3 separate regions of the Mus musculus genome follow, and regions 2 and 3 are each linked to region 1. Evidence: chromatin contacts called from public HiChIP or PLAC-seq data. All regions are on one chromosome and are shown on one strand. The core of a region is the stretch at or near the end of the contact, and the rest is flanking DNA. Distances in the headings are between cores, read along the strand shown.

Evidence for each region. HiChIP or PLAC-seq counts read pairs in DNA pulled down with a chosen protein or histone mark.
Region 2: an H3K27ac HiChIP or PLAC-seq map of microglia shows a contact between it and region 1, with 5 times the contacts expected there. The contact joins two enhancer-like sites. A contact is called at or near these places in 4 of 484 Hi-C or Micro-C datasets (B cells, CD4 T cells, bone marrow-derived macrophages and 1 more), 6 of 115 datasets of contacts at active chromatin or transcription factors (the 230-238 cell line, acute myeloid leukemia, bone marrow-derived macrophages and 3 more) and 3 of 9 other capture datasets (bone marrow-derived macrophages, liver and macrophages).
Region 3: a contact with region 1 is called in an H3K27ac HiChIP or PLAC-seq map of microglia, with 5 times the contacts expected there. The contact joins two enhancer-like sites. A contact is called at or near these places in 5 of 484 Hi-C or Micro-C datasets (B cells, germinal center B cells, granulosa cells and 1 more) and 2 of 115 datasets of contacts at active chromatin or transcription factors (bone marrow-derived macrophages and microglia).

Annotation. Positions count from the first base shown.
Region 1 is chr13:83,073,362-83,076,153 of GRCm38.p6, reverse strand. All of the region lies in intron 2 of Gm33073 (a long non-coding RNA gene), which reads left to right. Among named protein-coding and RNA genes, the nearest start is that of Gm33073, 46 kb to the left of the region's middle. Within about 2 kb of position 1,398, at least 50 of the 459 cell types and tissues checked have an H3K27ac peak or open chromatin away from gene starts, as enhancers often do. A contact at or near this core is called in microglia, where this site is marked.
Region 2 is chr13:83,578,284-83,581,075 of GRCm38.p6, reverse strand. All of the region lies in intron 2 of Mef2c (myocyte enhancer factor 2C), which reads right to left. Among named protein-coding and RNA genes, the nearest start is that of Gm52043, 46 kb to the left of the region's middle. Within about 2 kb of position 1,410, at least 7 of the 459 cell types and tissues checked have an H3K27ac peak or open chromatin away from gene starts, as enhancers often do. A contact at or near this core is called in microglia, where this site is marked.
Region 3 is chr13:83,543,898-83,546,689 of GRCm38.p6, reverse strand. The region is part of intron 1 of Mef2c (myocyte enhancer factor 2C); the gene reads right to left. Among named protein-coding and RNA genes, the nearest start is that of Mef2c, 21 kb to the right of the region's middle. Within about 2 kb of position 1,434, at least 9 of the 459 cell types and tissues checked have an H3K27ac peak or open chromatin away from gene starts, as enhancers often do. A contact at or near this core is called in microglia, where this site is marked.

The DNA of each region.
Region 1 (2,792 bases), core at 149-2,648:
ACTTTGTGGCTATTTCACTTTCATCACCAGAACTAGTAGCTAACTTCATTTGTAGAGATTTTTTTCCTTACAAAGAAAGTAGCTTTTTAACATGTCATGAGAATAACTATGAAGTAACTTGACCACAAGCAAAGAATATATAAACCACTGTGAGAAGATATGCGGACCAGTCATCTAGGCACACTCCAGCTAAGAGATTCTTGCAAAAAACTGGTTGCTCACCAGATGTAATTCAATTTCATGCCTCAGCAAAATTACAAATTGCTACATGTCATGAACTCCTGACTATTGCTCGAGAGTAATCAAAGCAGTACATCCTCTTTCCGTGACATATTTCTTTGTATTTTCTGAAAGTGTCAACTAGAACCAGTTGCATAGAGTAGCTTATGCTTTTAGGTTGGTTGATGGTCTGATTGAGTGTTGGATTTGACAAGTGCGGAGGGGGTAGCTGATGGGTAGGCTGAGGTAGCACCCCACGTTGATTTGCACTCGGGCCCCCTCTAGTGCTTCTCTAAGAGGAAACTTCTCTAAAAGGGAAGTATTAGTTGTGAATAGCATTAGACGAATGGGCGCTAAGAGGTGTCACAGCTGTTGTGAAGAGGGGAAAGGATTACACAGGACACAAGTGTGGTCTGCATAGAAGGGATGGATGAAAATGTTAGAATTCCTTCTAAACTGTACTAACCTTCTGTTAAAATTCTTTTTTTAGACATTTCCAGGGAGTTGGCATAAGCAATAAATGAGTAAGTCAACTAGCCAATTTCTCTGGAAGCTGGAGATTCATGTTGTTAAACCTTAAGGAAATACATGGAGATTATTTTGCTTTGCTCATAGATTTTGGGTTATATGTAGACCACTTTTGTTTTATTCACGGAATGATGCAAGATGTGTATACAATACTTGAGATAAAAGACCCAAATCTTGTTATCCAAAGGAAAGACATATCTGCTGTTCTTGAAAAAGGTTTAATTAACCATCTGATAATAAAATCTTTAAAATTTTTAAATGTTTTTAACAAAAGTTCTAACTTTTTATTAATTTACTTATAAGATTTGCAAAACAGAAACTGGATTAGATAGATATAATTCATGTGGTCATTTAGCTGTGTGCAGATCAGTTTCAATAAAGTCAAGGAGAAGTAGGCCTTCTCAGGAAGGCACAGATGTAAGAGCAGGTACTGGGCACCTAAGGCATTGCTGCCTTCTATAGCTTATGAAGATATTAGAAATAACTAATCATAAATATCAATGGCAGTGAAGTTCAATACCTTGAGAGGTGACAGAACATTCCGGGTGAGAGACTTAAGCATAAGCGAGAATGGTGAGCGGGACTCAGACACAAGGCAACAAGAAGTGCAGGCTTGACTGAAAAGTGGCAGATGTGATAGTGGAGGAAAAAGAAAGTAAAATCAGGGTTAGGCAGTGAAGGAACTTGAAACTGAGGGTGAAAAAGATAGCTTTCATGCCGTGGACAAACCAAAAGCTTAATTAAAATACTCTTCTGTATAATTATAAAACACACCAAAGTAAGTGCATTTAAAGTGTGGGTATGAGATGATTTTTCTGGAGCATGCATTTCTGATAGTGTTTGCACAGTGATTTCAGTGCCACACAAAACTACTGAGCTCTCCTCATCAATTGTCACTATTTCAACATCTGCATGAATAATGCATATGAGAGATAGCATAGGAAGCAGGATTCAGATTTGCAAAAGAGGAACAGCAGACCCTGGAAACCCTAATTGTGGTTATTGGGCAATGTTGTCTAGTCCACAGCTCAAGACTTTGACACTTACTGACTTTAACAGGGTTGTGCAATCCTTGGACGTAAGCATTTAGCTTGGCTGAAAATGAGTGCATTTTACCTGATAGTTTTCTCAAGGAGATGATGGCTCTCAATGTCTAAATTCATATTTCGACTGAAGTCAACTCCAGATGCCTCCTCTTTCCCCTGTACAATTGAAGGCTTGTGTTTGGGGTTGGTGAATAGGGGACCCAGGATTAGCCCATAGTAGACTAAATTGTAAATGACTGAAAATAAGCTCATTTGTGTCTATTTATTCATCCTTATTAATAGATTTGGGCATTTAGAAACGCCTCAAGGAAAGGCAGAAGTGCAAGTAAATAAGCCTGTGAATGATCTCATTAAACTCTGGGATATTCGAAATACACAAAACCATGGGAAATTAAGGCTGCTAAAGTCACAAGAAATCAGATTTTTCTAAAATATATTTATTACTCCAAGTTAAATTATTGCCTCTTGAATAGCAAATGTTTACAAGTAAGCATGAATGTCCTGTATAGGTCCAATTAATTATTTGTTTCAGTGTTGATTTGAAAATCTATCAAGAGAATTTTATTTAAATTGTTATTAGTGAACTCCTACCTCATTTCAAGCCACATAATTTAGAAGGTCGTTACTGAGTCCTTCCTTTTCTTTCAACAAGCTTTATGTTCGAATAACTGGGTAAAGAAAGCAGCAATCAGATAAATAAAACAGCCATTAGGGTGAGTCAGACCACCAAGGTTTAGTTATGAGAGATGACAAATCCTCTTACACTTCTTCCATGGGAAAATACCACAAAAGAAAACAAGAGATAAATGAACAGAGAAAAGGATGCATAACCATATTCTGATATCGCATTGTCACCACATTCTTATATAATTGGGAAACTCATTCAAATTGTCTGTGCCTCATTTTTCTAATACTATGAGATCAAAGTATTAGAATAAATGACATGAAAATACTGTTCTGTGTCTTAAATGCTCTGATATGATTATTCTGCTGTGTAAG
Region 2 (2,792 bases), core at 161-2,660, 500 kb before region 1:
AATGGGCCTGCAGAACTCTGCTCTCCATGGCAGGTGACAGAACTCACCAAGAGCTTATTTTGTCAAAGCAACTAATTTGCATTTCTCAAATATCTAGTCTTCTACATTTGAAGACTGAATTGGTCACAACTTCATCAAACTTTATTTAAGTAATTAGATATTATCTCCAAATTTAGAATTGTGACCGGCCCTTTTTTATGTGTTCAAATTCTGGATACTATCTTGAAGGGAAGTTGCACTGAAAATACCTGTGTAACTTGAGCTAAAATGTAAAGAACTGAATATAGGTAAAAGGAAGCTTTTTTTGAGTCATCTGAGGGAATTGTAATTTTTTTTATTCTTTAGTTCAGCACAAAATAATCAGATTTAGCTGATAAAGCCTCAGGGTATACAAACTATTAGAGATGACATCTATAGTGAACACACTTCTGCAGACCTCCCCTTAGTTGTTACATGCGAAGAAACATCTAGAAACCCAAGAGGAAGGAATGCTAGAAAATTTAATTGCTATGAACTCTGAATTATTTTAATTTGTAAGAGGATTCTCTTGACTAAAAGGGGAATGTTACTGATTGTCTTTAATTTGTGTTCAAGTTATCACATTGATAATTATGTAGAATTTTCTTTGTGGGCAAAAAACAAATAGCCAGATCTGAAGGAACAAAGGAATGCTACAGGCATATATATGTATAGGTGCAGGTGTAGGTCTAGGTGTAGGCTTAGGTGTAGGTACAAGTGTAGGTGTAGATGCAGGTGTAGGTGTAGGTATAGAAAGTGTATGTGCTGTTTTAGGTCCTAGATCCTAAGTGTACTACCTGCAAATACGTCCTTCTTGTAGTTATTCATTTATTTAGATGTTGTTTTGTATCAAGTTGATGAATATATTGGAATTTAATTATCTTAGCTGTTTCAAAGTAGGGAAGATGAAAAATTCAGTACAAACATCTGAGCGAATAGGTTTAGGATTACTTAGCATTCTGAATATATATACATATATATATATCTTCCTGATCGAACAGGCTTCTAATTATATCTTGTTTATAAAATTGAAACATATAATAAACCAATTAAAAGTCCAATTGTTTCAAGCACTAACTAAAGAATGTGTAAAACATGAAAAAGGCCAAGACTCTATGATTGCCTAATCCTTAAGGGTCAAGGATAAACAAGGAAACAAGAAGATGGAGAGACTGGAGATTGAAATATTAGTTACCATAAGCTTGGAGGTAGAAGTGATAAAATGATGAAAAGTATTTTAAAAATAATTTGGTCAGTAACATACATTTGAAAACAATCCCACATGCACAGGACCTAGGACTCTCTTTCCAACCTCCCTGTCGCAAGGCGTGCATTGCTCATGTCTCGTGTGTGCTCTTCCTTCCCTGCCCACAGGCCACCCTTTCTGCAGCAGCACTGTTCTGGATGATGATTCTCAGCAAGGGAGCTTCTTTGTGTTCCTGCTCTACTCTGTGCCACCCCCTCCTGACATTCTTTTATGGTAGAACTCCTCAAAGTGAAAGGCCAACAACTTTTGCTAGAAATCACAGTGACTATAAGATACAATGGCTCCAAGAGTGTGGTTTGCAACTGGAGAAGCTGATCTGGGCATTCACTGAGCACTTACATCCTGGGCACTTCATATACATGGCTTCATATCTTAGCACTGTAATGGGCATGTGTGTGTGTGTGTGTGTGTGTGTGTGTGTGTGTGTGTGTGTGTGACTATTTTTAATCTTCACTCTACCAATGAGGTTCAGAGAGGTTAAATAAGTTGCTGAAGAGTTATACTGTTTTAGTGTAGTGTAATGTACTACAGTATGTATTAAGCCAAGGTAACATATAGAGCTGGAACTATAAATAGGTTTATATATCTCTAAAAAGTGAACTCTTATCTATCTCTTATGGGTTCCAATAGGAAACGACTGGAAAAGGAGATGAAGTAAATTCTAGGTCTTTTAGCCATTAAATTATGCTAGGTGCAGCATATCATCATTGAAAGAAGCATGTTTTTGTTTTGAAAAGGAGTAATTTGAGACTAGACTAGATCTTTGGCATTTTTTTACCCTTTGCTGTAAGATCTTGACCAGTTACTCTTAAGTGAAGCAGACTCTCTAAGCGTTTTAGGATGTTGTTCAACACGATGTGGAGTCTTTTATAACTCTAAAGCCACACACCAGGCTCAAATCTTAAGTGTGTTCTGAATCTTCAGCCAAGCTTTTTTCTATCTCAAGCCTTGGAAACTCTGTTTCCTCTAGAATGCTGTGGTTCCCATATTTTTACCTGCTTGGCGAGGTCATTCTCCAAGCTTGAGTGGTAAATACAGCACCCCCTGGCTGTTCTTTCATAGTGCTTTGATAGTTTCATTCTCAGGCCATAAATGACATTTTTGTTCTGTATTTCCATAGTTCTTGTCTATTTCAGTCCACCAGAAGTCTATAAATTGTGGTCCACTAGACAATTGTAATGCATATTTGTTTTGTCAGTAAAGCTTTCTTACTGAATATAGATACATATCTACTGTCTCTGGCTGCATCCAGAGCACCTATGAAGAGCTCCACAGCTGAGTCAGACACCACAATGCAAACAGTATTTGCTACCTGGTGGTTTACAGAACACTTCGCTCATCCATGAATGAGACTGCTATTCACTAGGAAGGATTTTCTTTTGGGCAGGGTACAGTCAAATAATACTTGTTGATTTAATAAATAAATAACCTCTAACTATAAAATAGAATCCTATTTTAAGGATTAAATGGAATAATTTACATGCCATCATTGGAAAATAGTTGGTAA
Region 3 (2,792 bases), core at 185-2,684, 470 kb before region 1:
GAGTATGGCCTTTTACTAATCTTTGAACTTTTATATGAGGTATACCATAGGTTTCTATGGACACAGTTCATATCATCTATTTAAAAATTGTACCCAAAGAGCTGTCTCAGTATCTCTTCCCTGCCATTGGATCCTATCCCCTCTACTTGGTCTGCCTGGTTGGATCTCAGTGGGATAGGATATGCCTAGTCCTTCTAGGACTAGATGTCCCAGGGTGTGATGGTACCCCAGGTGATTTCCCTTCTGTGAGGGGAAGGGGAGGGGCAGTGATGGGGGATTTGTAAGGGTGAGACTAGGAGGAGGAGGAGGAAAAGGAGGAGGTGGCTGTGATTGGGAGGTAAAGTGAATAAAGATAATAATAAATAAATAAACTGTCCCCAAGGAAAATAAATTTTGTATTTCCTACCTTAATTGTAATATACTTTTAGATACGATATATTTGTCATTTGAGCTGTGCTGGTATTACTGGGCACAAAGTGACACAATATAGTCTATGAGCCATACTAGGGACACCAAAAATGACAGCACAAGATATACTCAAATAGTCCTCAGACCTGTCTTGAATATGTAAGGCTGGGTTTCCAGAATCCTCACACAGTACAAACCTGGCTTTTAATTTCTGATTTTCAAGAATATAGAACTGGCATATAAGGAGACCAGAGGATAGTGTTATTTACACATTTCACTACCACTCTAAATAACTGTGACTTCAGTGTTCTCTACTGACAAGCTGTAGCTTACTTCTTCAATCTCCCGCCCAATCCCTCAGCTCAGCGAACAGCAGGTGGAAGGTTACATAACAATGGAAACTTTATTCTATGAAAAGCCAGCAATGGAAACTTCACTGACAATCAATCATATAAATTGGTAATTGGTCCTCAGACAGGAAACCTCTTTTGTTGACACACCACAGATATGGGTTTTCAGATACAAAGGTTGCTCCTTTAGCAATAAGTCCGAAAATAAATAAGTAAAATTAAAAAAAAAACCCCAAACCAAAAATCAACAACAACAAAAATTCTGTGAGGCGATGCTATGATACAGTTTTATAAACCATATAGATCTTAGAATTTTGTTAAAAATCTTCTGCAAATAGAAAAAAAATTGTGAATTTCCTGAATATAATGGAAATATAGTTTTCAATTATGGCCAAAGCAACACTATAATGATGACTTTAAAATACCAGGGAAATGTTGTGTTCTGTAAGTAGGAAATAAGGGTTCCTTTTACAAAACGGAAGAAACCTTGCATTTTACAGTGGGTCCGACATTCCCATGCTTTGAAGTACTTGTTGGATGAATGGAGCGCCTCCTGAATGTCTTCTCTCTACCGTCCCATCCCATCAGATAGGCAGGGCATAAGGGAATGAGCTATGTACGTGTTTCTACTTCCTTTTCCTTTGGGGATAAAAATAGGTCTTTGCCAGAGTTGTCCAACAGCAACATTGCCTGCTACTGCTGTGCTCTACTGTCTGTCCTTAGTTCCTTTGCCATTTTGTTATGCTAGCAGCATAAAGCAGAATGAAATGTGGTGGTTTTTTTTTGTTGTTGTTGTTTTGTTTTGTTTTGTTTTTTGTTTTAGAAATTGCCAAATTACAGGATGTTTGTTTGTATTTTTCAAAAGCTGTGGTCTACTGCATACCTTCCAGACACGGCCTCGGGTCACAGTCTGGAGAGCTAGGCTGGACAGTTAGATTCAGACAGCAGAACAGGCCTGCTCAGCAGAGCCAGCAGCAGCCCACGATCTGGAGACATCAGTTTTACCATGTGCGTGACAACAAGATCCACAACAACCCTGCAAGGCTACAATTTAAGTAGAGCTTCCAATTTGCTGTGGTTGGCATGACCTAATTTTGGCTAAAAAGGTACAGTGTTTTTAGCCCCCCTCTCCCTTTCTGGGTTTCACTTACTATACAATGAAGAGAAAAAAAAATATGTTCTCAAAGGGATTCTTAGTCTCTTTTTAAAGGAAGTTTTGGGAATTTAACAACTGTTGGCCTCTGGCTAATCCCCAAGCTAAAGTCTTTTTCCAGCTTCGCCTACATCTTGACCCCTCATGGCAAATATTTTAGGCAGTCTATTTATAAAGTTCATCACTTCCCCTGTTACTTCATCTTCAGAAATGCCAATAATTTAAAATCTAGAATGGGGCAGCTGGTCTCATAAACTTGGGAAGGGAAGATTCTATGGAAGAGGTAATTCTGTTATAAATTAAGAAGTCATTTTATTTTCTTCCAAATTCTGCAGTTAGAGGGACATAACACTGTTGTCCCAACTTACCCCTTTACCGTTCAAAGATGCTTCAACATTTTAGCATTTTTGGAAGTACATTAAGAATAGTTCTTAACTTTGGCTTTGTATTTTAGTTTCTTTGGTCACTTTTAAAAATAGTGTCTATCAATCAGTGATTTTTCAATCGCTGACTTATCAATCAGAATTGTTGTTGCTGGTTTCCAGGTACTGATAGTTTTTAAGAACTCCAAGATATTCAAACATGAAGCTAGATCTGAAATGTTTTGTATTAAACTTGTTCAGAAAGGTAACACCTCATGACACGTATGATTTTTAGCGTCACACTGGACTTGGAAAGTTATTAGCTTATTTACTTATGAACTGATTCACCTGGAAAAGTTGTTCAGCTTTTTCATGAGATGAGAGAAAGTGTCCATCTGAAGAGGGTCAACCAACTTGGAAGTTACAATCATGGAAAGCCCTGACCTCCTTAACTCTAAGCATGACTTTTTATGATAATACTTTCTATAGCAGAATAAAACAATTTTTTTCTACGTAAAA